Regions from separate parts of the Cricetulus griseus genome. Here region 2 is linked to region 1. Evidence: chromatin contacts called from public Micro-C data. All regions are on one chromosome and are shown on one strand. The core of a region is the stretch at or near the end of the contact, and the rest is flanking DNA. Distances in the headings are between cores, read along the strand shown. Region 1 holds the start of Hoxc8 (homeobox protein Hox-C8). Region 2 holds the start of Smug1 (single-strand selective monofunctional uracil DNA glycosylase).

The links. Hi-C and Micro-C count contacts between places; a contact is called where the count stands out from the background.
Region 2: a Micro-C map of the CHO-K1 cell line shows a contact between it and region 1, with 2.8 times the contacts expected there. The contact joins the promoter of Smug1 here to the promoter of Hoxc8 in region 1. A contact is called at or near these places in 4 of 8 Hi-C or Micro-C datasets (the CHK-Q cell line, the CHO-K1 cell line and fibroblasts).

Annotation. Positions count from the first base shown.
Region 1 is chr2:399,362,647-399,369,502 of CriGri-PICRH-1.0, forward strand. Hoxc8 (homeobox protein Hox-C8) reads left to right here and starts at 2,992. Exons shown (of 2, transcript XM_027396754.2): 1 at 2,992-3,474; 2 at 4,829-6,520. The coding sequence starts at 3,039. The coding sequence ends at 5,121.
Region 2 is chr2:399,544,885-399,551,740 of CriGri-PICRH-1.0, forward strand. Smug1 (single-strand selective monofunctional uracil DNA glycosylase) reads right to left here and starts at 2,547. Exons shown (of 7, transcript XM_027396772.2): 1 at 2,129-2,547; 2 at 102-188.

The sequences.
Region 1 (6,856 bases), core at 1,742-4,241:
CTGTTGCTCAATGTTAGAGGCAGAGGTGCCCCCAGACCGGCCTGGCCTAGTGACATTTGAGGCCAGATTGGAAGCTTCGGCCAGAAAGCCCCTGGCTTCTGCCGGCTTCGGCCCCACTGCCTCTGAACAAATCAACGCTCTCACCTGCGAGGTGTAAATAATTCGTGAGTGGCAGCAGGAGATGGGCCCTCGCTCTACCGGAGAGTTCAGGAGGCGAAAGAGGGCAGGCATCAAAAATAATCGCTGGTGGAGATAAGTAAGGAGCAGGTAATTAACCCAAAAAGGCGGAATGACCCGAACAAACGAACATAAATCCGTGGTACCTAAGAGGGTGATGCAGGCCTCGGGTAGAGAGACAGAACTGCCCGGCGAGGACGGCTGTTTGCGGCTCCTTTATTTCCAGGCTCAGAGAGCAAAATAAACCAGATACGTGTAAAAGAAAAATAAATAAACGAAAGATGAGAGAAGCTTCCAAAGGGGAAACCAAGTCTGACCAAGGCTTACAGGGCTGATGGGTTCCCCGGACAGGCGGTGGTAATGGCATGCTCTGGACAGCCGCATTCCAAGACACAAAGGCCCAGAAGAATAGCTCTGTAGCAGGGTTTTTTGCTGGATCATAAAATCTGGAAATAGATTCCCCCACCCCTTAAAAGATAAGGCACAGGCCCCAGAGAGGATCCGGACCCTCTGAGCCTCCTCTTTCCAGTCAGAGAAGAGAAAGTATTTATGACAGCCCCCATGGTCAGATGCTAGGAAACCAGAATCCACTCTGTTCAGCTCTACACTGAGCAGACTCTCTCAGATCGACAAGGCTGGAGCCAAAGATGCAGCAGGCTCTGGTGGGTGGAGATGCTCTGGGGTGCCCCCCATTGCTCTGGACCCTAGTGAGAGTTGCAGCCCTGACACAGCACTTCTGGACCTTTCCCTCCTGCTGCTTCAGAGCTAGAGTTCTGTGTCTAGGAGTTTGGGCAGTTCCTAAGTTCAATAGCGGTGAGTTTCCTAAATGCTAAAGATCCCAGTAGATAGGGTCTCTTGCCAGGGTATCGGTGAATCTCCTTTAAGATTCTGACTGAGAGTCATCATTTCCCCAATAATTACTTAAATAATAAAAGGACAGAGGAGAGCTGCTCTTTCTATCCTGTCTTGCCCTGCTATTCTTTCCTCTATGCCCAGAGCCCAGAGTTGGTTCCAGATGGGGATTGGAAAGAAAAAGATCTAGTTTTCTAACCATGTCTTTTCTTGCCCAACCCAGGATGAGGAAAACAAAAAGAGGAAGATTTTTTTCTTGATGCAAAACTTACAAATGTATATATTTATCAAGCATTCTGTGCATGTGCCTGGAGAACACATGTATGTACGGGGTCTGTGAGTCAGGAAGGCCATGTCTAGGAATGTGTATAGCTAGTGTAAAATGAACATACACTTGATATGTCTCTGGGTACCAGGATAGTATAGTATATACTGTGTGTGTGTGTGTGTGTGTGTGTGTGTGTGTGTGTGTGTGTTCTGATTGTGCTCCAGGGTGGCCTAGTAACAGCCTCACATACTGAGGAAGAAGACAGGAAAAAGCATTCTTATTCATCTTCATTCACAAGCACAATGGCACACACGCACACACATTGCTCTCATGCTTTCTTCTCTTTTCTCCCTGTATTAAGCCCACATACCCGTAGACACTATGGCCAGGGAAGGGTGTTGATGGACCAAGGTTATTTTTTCCATTAGAATTAACTTGAATTTGTCCAGTCTTAGGCATAGGGATATGTGCCCCCCTCCCCAAAAGCGTGGGTAAATATTTAAAGAGTGTCTGTTGACAGTTCCCATCCACATCCTGGCCCCGGGCAGCCTGCCTGGAGAAGAGGAGGGAGCAGGGAAGCCTGAGGGCCCCTCTAGGTTGAGCTGGCATTTCCTTTGGGGTGGTGGTTTATGAGAACCAGTAAAAGGCCTACTCCTGCTCCCTTCAACCCAGCTATAGTCTCCTAAACAGAAATGTCTTGGGTTAGGCTAGGCAGAAGCCTGGACACACAAGCTATTCCTCTCTATCCCCCATAAACAGCTTTGCTCCCAGATTCTCCCAGCCAAGCTTGCTTGGGTTTCCTATTCCTTGAAGGAGCTGCTTTCTGCAAGGGTAGTGTGGTCTTGCTAGGGTACCTGGAATGCCCCCCCCCACTCTACCCGTAGCAGTCAAGGGACAAGAAGAGTCTTCAAAAGACAGGGCAGTTTCAGACCCTAGGAAGAGGCCAGAGGCTGGAGGGTCTGCCGCCTGAAGGGTCTGGGTAAAGTCCCCAGACTTCAGAAACCTCCAGGTAGTTCATCTTCCCGGTTAAAGGCTCAGCCCTGACTTACATAGGCTCACCCACTGGGGTCTTCTACCTGTTGAGGTAACCTAAGTTGACCTGCTGGCCCAGGTATCTCTCAACAAGGAAAGAAAAGAGGGTGCACCTTCAAACTAGAGTGCGCACCTTAGAAAAGCTGGCCTCAGCCATTAGCTGGGGCTGGCTCGCCACCCCCTACACACACACCACACCCCCATCCCTCCCCTCTCCTCCCTCCCTCTCCTCCAGGTCCCCCCTAGCCCTGAACCCCTCAACCCTCTCCCCCCTCCCTCCTCTCTCTCTCTCTCTCTCTCTCTCTCTCTCTCTCTCTCTCTCTCTCTCTCCTCTCTCTTGCTCGCTTGCTCACTCGCTCGCTCTCTCGCTCGCTCGCTCGCTCGCTCGCCTGTCTTCATGTCGTGGATTGATGAACGCGAATCGCGTGTAAGCGCCGCCACCGCCGGGAGTCTGAGGAATTCGCCTGGGCTGTTAGAGGAAAGAGCTAAGTGAGAGCGCGCGCTCTACCTACCGACAGTGAGCAGAGCCGCCGCCGCCCGAGCCCTCAGCCGGCACCGCGCCCCCACCTGCCCAGCCCCCAGCCCAGCAGCCCAGCCCGGGGGAGCCGGCCAGCTTGGGGTTCGGTCCCGGGGGGAGGGGAGTTTCGGGGATACCGGGCGGGGGAGCTTGAGCCAAGGGGAGGGGGCCGCGGGTTTTCATGCGCCCAGCATGAGCTCCTACTTCGTCAACCCCCTGTTCTCCAAATACAAAGGCGGCGAGTCCCTGGAACCGGCCTATTACGACTGCCGGTTCCCTCAGAGCGTGGGCAGGAGCCATGCGCTGGTGTATGGGCCCGGAGGCTCGGCGCCCGGCTTCCAGCACGCCTCGCACCATGTCCAAGACTTCTTCCACCACGGCACCTCCGGCATCTCCAACTCGGGCTACCAGCAGAACCCGTGCTCGCTAAGCTGCCACGGAGACGCCTCCAAATTCTATGGCTACGAGGCGCTCCCTAGACAGTCCCTTTATGGGGCTCAGCAAGAGGCGAGCGTGGTGCAATATCCCGACTGTAAATCCTCCGCCAACACTAACAGTAGCGAAGGACAAGGCCACTTAAATCAGAACTCGTCTCCCAGCCTCATGTTTCCATGGATGAGACCCCACGGTGAGAAGCCTTTTCTCTTTCCCTCTTGGTCTCCCCGCGCTCGGGGTCTTCCCCCCTCCCTCGCCTCCTTTTTGTCTGCCCTTGCTTTCCTTCCTGGCTTTGGGGGTCTCTTCCACTCCACTCCCGTGCCTGGGTGGGTTCCTGAAGGTTGAAAAGGCTTGGCTGGGGGTGGAGCGGGGGGGGCACCTGAGACATTGTGAGTGTTGGGGTGAAGGTGGGGGAAAGGTGATATGTGGGTGCAAAGGGTTAAAAACCATTTACTCCATTCCTTCTCTCTCTCTCCCCCCCTCTCTCCCTCTCCCCAACTCTAAAGTCAAAGTTGGGGAGATGGCTGACAAGGGCACCCTAAGTAAACTGAGGTTATCAGTCTTTGGGGTCGATAGCCAGTTTTCCCAAAGACAGTGAGCCAGCCATTCCAAGACAGTGACCAGACTGTGGGTGGAAAAGACCCTTTGCTGTCTCCCCCTAGCCAGAGAGAGGGGCAAGACCCTAAGGACAGGCACTCTGACTCCCTGGGTTCTCCCCCTTCTTCCCCTCAGAGAAACAGTCTGAAGGCCGCTACCCCAACTTTTCCTTACTTCCTCCAGTTGCACAGGAGACTGAAAGACTGAGAAGAAAATCAGTGCTCAAAAAAAGAGAGAGGGACTATACAAAGTAGGGGCTTCTGAGGTCCAGGTGACTAGTCAGGCTATGGGGTCTCTTGGAAAGCTGCTCGGGTCATGAGCCCCTCCAAGGGTGGCCCCTCATGGCCCAATTTCGAAGTACAGGGGGAAGCGATAACGACAAGTTCCGGCAGGGATGGCCCTTGATTTATTTGTTGGTATCCAGTTAGTAATCAGGCAGAGCTGTGGTACATTCCAGAAGATCAATTATTTTTCTTATTGGAAAAGCATTAGGCAGAGATAGCCAAGGAGGGGGCAGTGGGCAAATACCCCTCTCCTTTAACTCCAGTCCTTTTCCTTTCTCTTGGAAACAGAGTGTGTTCCTAGGCCCGCTTACTAAATGTCACTCTGCACTTGTAAACAAAGCTGTAAGGAAGCTGTAAGGGCCAGGCTGTAGGCCTGAAGGACCCTGCAAGGCTCCCTTGACCCCCTCAAGCTCTTACTTTTCAGTCAGGCACATCCTTGCCCCCCCCCCACTCTCCCTCCTCCCAAGGTGAAGGAAATCAAACCAAAACATCTATGGAAACTTTTCCTGCCCTTGCTTGCCTTCTGCTGTCGGCCTCATAGGCAGGAGGAAGGATTGGAAAGAGCAAAGGGGGAACTTTGTGGGAGGCAGAGTAGCTATGTAGGGGGGCGGGCGGGAATTGAGCCCCCACCCAGACATAACCAGACTGGGGTTCTGTTCTGTCCAGCTCCTGGGCGGCGCAGTGGACGACAAACTTACAGCCGGTATCAGACCTTGGAACTAGAGAAGGAGTTTCTCTTTAATCCTTATTTGACACGAAAGCGCCGGATTGAAGTCTCTCACGCCCTGGGACTGACCGAAAGACAAGTGAAGATATGGTTCCAGAATCGGAGGATGAAGTGGAAAAAGGAGAACAACAAGGATAAACTGCCTGGGGCCCGAGATGAGGAGAAGGTGGAGGAAGAAGGGAATGAGGAAGAGGAGAAAGAAGAAGAGGAAAAGGAAGAAAATAAGGACTAGCAAAAAAGAGAGAGAGAGAGAGAGAGAGAGAGAGAGAGAGAGAGAGAGAGAATCCCCCCCCAGCAACTCCCTTGAAGTTTCGTTTTATGGTAGCAGATAAATTGAGAAGTTTACGACTGTCATTTGCTTTTATAGAGAATAGAATGACACTCACAACTCTAACTACCTGTCAGATACTTGCAGCTCTACTTTTATTACCTTTGGACCCCCCCTCTTTATTTGTTTGGGGGCGCTGGGGGGGAGACTGAGACACAGGGAAAAGTTCTGTCCCACTCCATGGCCAGCACACACTCACCCAGCACACACTCACTTGTCCTTGCTTCTCCCTTCTGAGCCCTTCCTGAATTTTAAGGTCTAAGCCTTCTCACACACCCCACTTCCCCCCACACACCCACTTCACTGCTCCTGGTATTTATTTCAAAGGGGATCCCCCTGAAGATGTAGAAGATGGTTCTTGGCTTTGCTTGTGTGCTAGCAATTAGAATACTGGATTAACCGTTTTTTAATGAAAGAAAAGGAAAGAATAAAAAAAACAGAATAAAGGGAGATGGAAGGGAAATTTTTTTTTTAAAGAAATAAAAGATAGAAAAGATTCCTTTCTCTCTTTGAGGCTCCTTCTTTAGAAAACCCCCTTGACTTTCTCCAGGAACCTGAGAATCTAGCCATGCCCTTACTGAGTGAGGGGTAAGCAGGGGCCTGCAATGGTCTCTAAAATCCTACCTATTCATGCCATAGTCACTTGGGCCCAAGCCTTCCTTGCCTTGTCCTTGCTGTTTGATTTCTGTTCTTTTGGGCCGGCTTCCTCTGAGCTGTGTTAGTGTTTGTGCTCAGAAATCACCATAATCATGATAGTATACTGATAAAAACTTTAATATACTACCTAAAGGGAACCTGCAATAATATTGGGGGGGGGAGAAAAATCCTATTACAGGAGGAAAAAAAGAAAAAAAAAGAAAAAAGAAAAAAAAAAGAAAGAAACCTTCAACGTATTTTATCACTACCTATAGAAAGAAATCCTGCTTTGAGAGTATTTGTAATGCAGTTTTGTTGTGTTTGTTGCTGCTTATTTCACTAAAGAAAAAAAAAAACCCCAACAACTGAGACTGCCTAGCCCGCTGGTCTTGTGCGCTCTTATTGTGCTTCTAACCCCAGTAGAGTAGAACTAAACTGCACTGAATGTATAGTTACTCTGTCTTGAATTCTCTGTTTATGCAACGTGCTCGAAAGGAAAAAAAACGTTAAAATATATCTATAATAATAATTTTGGGTCATTTGTCTTTATGTCCAGCTATGAATGTAGATTTTGTGTCCTGAAAGCCCTGTTCCTGGTCCAAGTACTTTGTATTGTATATGTGAGTCATAATAAAAAATGAAAGAAGAAAAGAAATGGAAGCTGGAATGACTTGCTGTTTCTCTACAACTCTCCCTCATTTTCTACTCCTCCCCTCCTTGCTCCCTTTTCCAGCCCTGCAAAGGGCCTGGCTTGGAACTCACGTGGAGAGGAGAGGTGCCTGGGAGTGGGGTGGAAAGGACAGGCAGAGCTGGGAGGACAGGTGACTGGCCAGCGGGGTTAAGAGGAGAAGGAAGGGGAGAAAGTCTACTGGAAGAAAGAAGGATTACTTACACTAAGGACTAATGCCAAACAAGAAGGTTTGTAGGTGCTAGGAATCCTGAGGGAAGCCGGAAGCTCATGCTTTAGCCCTTTCATTTCTGGGCTGGGTCCATACAAAGAGTC
Region 2 (6,856 bases), core at 1,297-3,796, 180 kb after region 1:
ACGCACACATGCAGGCAGGCAGACAGACAGACAGAGATGACAGAAAGAGAGACAGAGGCAATAAGGAAGAATTATCAGGCACATAAAATGCCCCCCCTTACCGTATGGGTTGATGCACCTATAATATCAGCACTCGGGAGACTGAGGCAAGAGGGTCACAAGTATGGCACCAGCCTGACCTATAGACCCTGTCATTTAAAAAAAAAAAAAAAAAAAAAGCCAGTAAAGGGGGCTGGTGGTGAGATGGCTCAGCAGGTAAAGGTAACTGCCACCAAGTCTGACAACCTAAATTCAATCCCCAGAATCCACATGATAGAAGGAGAGAACTGACTTCCTGCAAGCTGTCTTTTGGGCTCTACCTTCCTGATGGCACATGAGCACACACTCATAAATAAATAAATGTCAAACACCAACCCACAAAAGGCCCTGCTTTAGGGAAGAGGAGGGCAGGCCCATTGTGAAGAGGAGGGGACCAGGGAGGGGACCCAAGGGTGGGGTCTGAGGGGGGGGACTGCATCCCAGCAACCTGTCCTTGTCTCTGACTGAGAAAGCTCAAAGGTTAAGTACCTCCAGTTCTGCAGGAATTTAGCCTTCTATAGCTTGCCAGGTGGGTAGGCTACTATAATAGAGGAAGCTGCCTGCAGGTCCTCAGGCCCCATTCCCACCCTCCTCCCAGAACCGGGGAAGCAGGGAGCTGAGGTCTTATCAAGCCATTTCCTTGTCTCTGTTCTCTGTGTCTGCCTTCCTCTATCTGCAGAGAAATGGGTATGTAGATTTCCCCAAGGTGTGAGGAGGTAGGAATATGAGCATCCATGGACTAAGGCTTAAACCCAAGACCACAGAGGTCAACTTTTGGGGTTGAAACCCACTTAACTGGAGGCAGGTGGCAGTTTCCTAGCCTTCCAGCTCTGGTGTCCTCTGCTCCTGGCTCTAGATGCCTGGGGTACCCAGGAGAGGGGTGGGCTGCTTTGCTTGCTTAGGAAGCAATTATCTATCAGAGGAGCCGTCAGCTCGCTGAGGCTCTCTTCTCACTAATCGGATTTCATCAGGGCCCCGGGCTGGGGGGAGGGGTGCTGAGTAATTTGGCTTGATGCAGTGGTGGGAGATGTCGGGGCTAGGAGGCTGGGCAATCTGTCTGAGTGGTGTTAGAGTTGTCCAGAGCAGTTACCCCGAGGGGACCACACAGAAATCAGACAGACAGCATTTGGGGTGGGGGGAACTGACCCCCAGGTCTTGGAGTGAGAAAAATGGATGTTAGATTTCGATTTTGCAGACTGAGAATGTCTCCTGCCACTGAGCTGAGCAACTAGGAAGAGAAAGAAAGATGATAAACCGGGGAGCGAGGCCACAAAGCCAAGAGGAAGGGTGAGACCCAACATGTATACCACCCCCTCCCCGCTAAGTCCCACCCCCCACAGCCGCCTGTGTCCACAGCCAGCAAGTCACAAAGGAAGACTTGAGGCCTCCTGTGGTTCTTGAAGACCACACTTAACCCTGTCTGTCACCTGCCTTCTCCCACAGCCTCCCTGGGCCTATCTTCCCTTTTCTGCCCATAGGCCCCAGTCCTGTGTGGTGTCCTCCAGCCCCACCCCCACCCCCACCCCTCCACTCCTCACCTCTATTCCACAGCGTACAGAACAGTCTTCAGGAAGCCAGCAACAGTAGCTAATCACTGTTGAGTCTCCTCCCACACCTGATACCACAAAAGTGCTTCCAGCAGGACTCACCTCCCTCTCAGCCCTCCCCACCTTGGCCTTTCTTTCTCATGGCCCAGTGCCACACCACTCTTGTCCCTTGCCTGGAATTCTTCCCATGCCCCAAACCCCAATGCCCAATTCTCCCCTATTGGAAGGTTCTTTGCCTGTACGAGGCTGGAACCAACCCATAGTTCAGTGTGTCTGTTGGTGCTTTAGGGCTCATGGCTTTGCCACCCCGTGTGTTCCTGGATGTTGGCACTTGCTTCTCTCAGGGCACAGCCAGGCCTTTTGCCTAGTATATGCTCAGTGAATCCCTGTGCAGGGCTGGGATGGTACCCTGAGGGGAGTCCTGACTTAGCAGATCCCAGGTCCTGGGTTCTACCCCCAGCAAGAAAGGAAGAAAATAGCAGAGTGGGCATAGTGGCACACACCTGAAATCCAGCACTTGAGTGGTGGAGGCAGTCAAGGTCATCCTCAGCTACACAGTGAGTTGTTATTTATGAGACATTGTGTCGAAAACAACGTGCCAGGTCTGGGAGTCCTGTCTGCCACGTGTGTTCAGCTGCTCCCCAGCCTTCAGGGGAGGAGGGAATGTCAGAATCCTGGGCACACACTCCTTCACCTTTTCGTGAGGACACCAGGCACAAATCACAAGCCACAGGGACTCCTTGCTCAGCGGGTCAGCCGCCTCTCCTGCCACCCAGTACCTCCATGTCCTCTTAGGTCACATCTCTTGGGCAGGGTGGTGTGGAGAACTGCCCCACCCTCACTCCGTTACTGGCAGGTTGAAGTAGAGCCCAGGCACCCTAGGCACCAAGCGGAACCGGATGCAAACCCGCCCCAGCCCTCACCCAGGAGGGAGGACGGCAGAGAGGTGGGCCCCGCAGCCCAAGCCAGCTTGCATATATTTGCATGCTATTTGCATGTGATCAACTTCATGTTCAAAGCCTGGCCCTCTCCCCATGCGGGCGGGCCTCCCCGCACATCCTCCTGGGTGCGGCCAGGGTCCCCGCGCCCCCCGCGCTGGCCGGGCCGCGCAGCCGCGAGCCTCGCGGAGGATCCCAGCCCATTGAGGCCGCTGATTGATGGCGCTGCCCTCCGTGTGAACCCGCCTTTAATACCGAGGAAGTTATGAAACCGCCATACATCAGCGCCCGCCGCCCCGCCCGGCCGCCGCCCCGCCCGCCGGCTCCTCTTCAAAACCTCATTTGGGCTCCGGCCGCGGGGCTCGCAAGGAGGGGGGGGCGGGACCCCGCGCGCCCCCCACGGCTGCATCTCCGGACCCATTTAGAACTGCTGACATTTTATCTGTGTTCCATACATCACTCCGTCCCCAGCAGCCATCTCGCAGCGAGCGGCGGGGGGGGGAAGTGGGGGGGACGACTGGGGTCTTGAGCTGAAGATGCGAGGAAGCCGGGTGGAGGTGGGGAACCGCCGCTGCCCGCACACCCCTTCCCCACCTGAGAGCTTGTGCAGGTGGCAGTCTAACAGGGGGTGTGCCCTGTACAAGTGCCTGCTGTCTTTTCTTAGGGCGGCTAGGTTTTGTTGCCCATTCTCCTGATGAAAAGTATAATGGTCGTTTAACCTTTCTGTGGACCTCTTCTAATATTTGCTGCACACACACCCCTTTCTGGGAAGTCCTTCTGAATATCTAACCATTGTGCCTCATGCTGCATCATCTTGTTTTGTTCTTGGAAGATAAGAGAGCCATGTCGCCTCTCACATGCTTTAAATCCTTTGTTACAAACCCCTAATAGTCCAATTACAGCCACCTGCCCACACTCTTGAGTTTTACGAACGTGATAGAAGGCTAGGCCACTAGAAAAGGGGAAATGGAGACCCAGACTCAACAAGAAACGAAGCCAGGACACAGGGCCCCCGAGGCAGAACGCAGTGACAGACAGCTAGGTCTGGACCAACAGACAGCGGGCAGAGTAGGAAGGAAGGGGGATGGGAGAGAGGCGGGCAGACAAAGAGAAGCACACAAAGCGCTGGACAGGCAAAGGGACTGTGGCTGGGGACAGGCAGACAGCCGAGAAGCCGAGACAGCTGCGCGTCCGCCGGCGGGCACGTGAGCGAGCCCTCCCGCCTGTCCATGTCACTCAAGGCTCTGCAGGAATGTGGCCGGGGTCCCTGGGGTGCTACGGCTCTTGAGTCTGCATCTTGGTCATTTTCCTGCGGGTCCTTCCCCAGCCCCCTAGCTCACCGTGCCTGCCCTCCTGTCTCCCCTATCTGTGACCCTGGCCCAGTCCCCGCACCTCATGGCCTGCCCTTCGCCCTGACTCAGGGAAGCAGACATCCCCCGGACTCCGCCAGAGAAGGCCAAGGGCAGCTCGACTGCGCCCAGGTCCAGCCAGGCTCAGGGCTGGGAAGCGCGGGTATGGGCTCATCCAGGCCCAGAGGGTGGGTGTGGTCGGGGCGCATTTGCATCTCATTTGCATGTGTGAGTTCCCATTCCTCCCCTCGGACTCTGCAGTCCACCCCCCACCCCCCACCCCCGCCTTGGACTTCAGCAAGGCCCGGGTGGCCGTGGAGAGGTGAGGAAGGGCAGGCGGGAGCAAAATGCCTAATGGAGCCTGGGGGAGTCACTGCTCACTACAGCACAAGCTCACCCCCACCCCCGCCCGGGAGCCCTGGCTGCACCGTCTCAGGTCCTCTGTGACAGTCTCTGGCTCCCCACACACAGTATAGCCCAACTGAAGTCAGCCGCCTCCATGAAGCTGTCTCTGGCTACACAAGCCCCAGGTGCTGACCACTCCATGCTGAAAGGCCCTTCTAAAAGTGTCCTGGTCTGGCCTGTCACCAAAGGATGGCACAAAGCTTACACAACTTATAGACCTATGGTAGTCTCTCAAGTAGGACGGTCTTCCCCGCACGCCTCCTATGGAACCTGGTAAACTCCAGCGCATCCCTCAAAACCCAATCAACAGTCACTTCCCCTGGGAAGCCTTTCCTGACGTTCCTCCTAAACACACCACTACCTCCAGCACCAGGCAGGGGCCGCACACCCTGGGCAACCTTCCCGGAACACACCTCTTAGAGATGCAGCTCACATCTCCTTAGCGTGCCAAGCCACCAAGTAGGGGAACACCCCAGAGGAGGTCTGGAAGGAATAGCAACCAAGCGAGCCAGGACCAGGCTGGGGTCCCGGGTGCGCGGGGGACGCTTTCTGGTTTCCTGAATGGTCCCTTCTCACGAGGAAGCATGGAAGGGCAGGGCCAGGTGGGGGGAAAGAAAGAAAAACTGGGGCTGCGTGGGGAGAGTGGGTCGGGGAGGAAATGAAGAGGAGCAGAGAACCCAAAGCAAGAAGAGAAGAGGCGAGCCGGGCGGGAGGGCGGAGCCCTGGGGGCTGGGTCGGTGGAGGGCGGAGTCAGGGGGAGTGAGCCTTGACCCTGGCTGGCTTAGTTCCAACTGGGCCTGGTCTCTCCTGCCTTGGTTTTTCGGTTCAGTTTGGTTTGGTCTGGGCTTTATTTGATGGGGTTGTCCAGTGTGACCTCAGCTGTCCTGGAACTTGCAGTGATCCTCCAGGCACAAACCACCACACAGTTTTTCTGCCTGAGAAATGGATGCATCTCCCTCCTGCCCTATCCCCGACCTTGGAAGGAAGATGGGGCAACAGAGGGTGGTCACCTGCCCACCGGGACAACTGAGTGCGCTGGCCGGCTGCGTGGCTTTGTAGCCCTCACCCCGGCTGACTGCCGGCCTCTATCTGACCGTGTGGGCCTCCAGCGCACACCGAGTGACTGCGAAAGCTGATTCCTTCCCCTGACCCTGGCAGAGGGCTCAGGTGCTCATGGCGCCGGCGTGTCCATGGTCGTCCTTTGCTCAAAGAAACGCAGTCAGTGCAGGTAACTGGACTGCCACTACCTGCCACTGCCCCTCCGCTTGCCGTGGGGGTTTAGGTGGGGGGCCTGTGGGTCACAGAATACTCTCCCTGACCCTGCAGAACCAGAGCCTAGCTCCGGAGGGACAAGCCGCTTTCCTGCATTCGCCAAACCCTGTAGCTCGTGGCCCTGTGAGGAAGTCCCTCCTGGTACCTAGCTTACATCTTTCTTGATACTCTGTTTTCGAAGCCCAGTAGTGACAAAGCAGAGCAGAGCTCTGGTGCTCTGAGGGATGGTGGGCAAGAGAATAGCTGTTAATCTTGGCTGGGGGGAGTGGATGTGGGAACAGACGAGAAGAGAGGAGGAAAAGGAAGGCCCGGCTAAGGACAAGGAGGGGAGCACCAGTAAGGCAGGGATGAGGAAGCAGCATCCACCACCTCCTCTCTCCCTCCTTTGCAGTTGAAATGGAGGGTAGACAACTGGAAGGACTTACTGACTGAGACATGGGAGGAATTCTGGGATAGGAAAATGAAATCAAAGTCTGCATGGGTCTGGCAGCATCCGAGTTGATGCGGACCCCTCGGTGGCAGCTGTAGGGGCAAGAGTTGGGGTGACCCGAGGTGCAAAGAAGCTCTGCGTGCAGGCATCGCAGGGGTCCTCACAGCACCGTCAAGAGAAGGAAAAAGCCTGGCCCCAGAGCCCCCTTGTGGCCACTCAAGACAGGACGCATGGTGCTGCCTGACTCAGACTGGCTGTGAGGCCTGGGCAGCTGCCAGAGAGGCTGCTGCGGTGTAAGCCCCGCGTCTGGTCAGCCTCAAAAAGGAGGACACAGCTTAACGCCTTGGGTTCTCATAGCTACCAGACCTTGGCACATCTTCCGTTGGGCTTCAATTTCCTCTTCCATCCAAAGAGATCAAATTGATTTTGAATGATTCCCACATTGGAGGACCCCGTGACCCCAGCCCTAGGGGGAGAGACTGAGGCTGGGGAAGCCACTGGCCTCAGATTCGTTGCAATCCTCCTGTTTTCGTCAACTGATGAGATGATCAACTGAAACTACCATATCTGGCCTACTGTGTTAAGACTTCAGCATGTGGGCCAGGCGGTCGGTGGTGGTGCACGCCTTTAATCCCAGCACTTGGGAGGCAGAGGCTGGCCTGGTCTACAGAGCAAGTTCCAAAACATCAGGGCTAAGCAGAAAAACTGTCTCAAAAAACAGAACAAACAACAACAACAAAAAGGCTTTGACATGTGTTGAGGGTAAGGGCTCAGCTACTGGCCACAGGGGTGCAATGGACTCTACCCCTCTATACCTCTCCCCTGCTGAGACCTTTG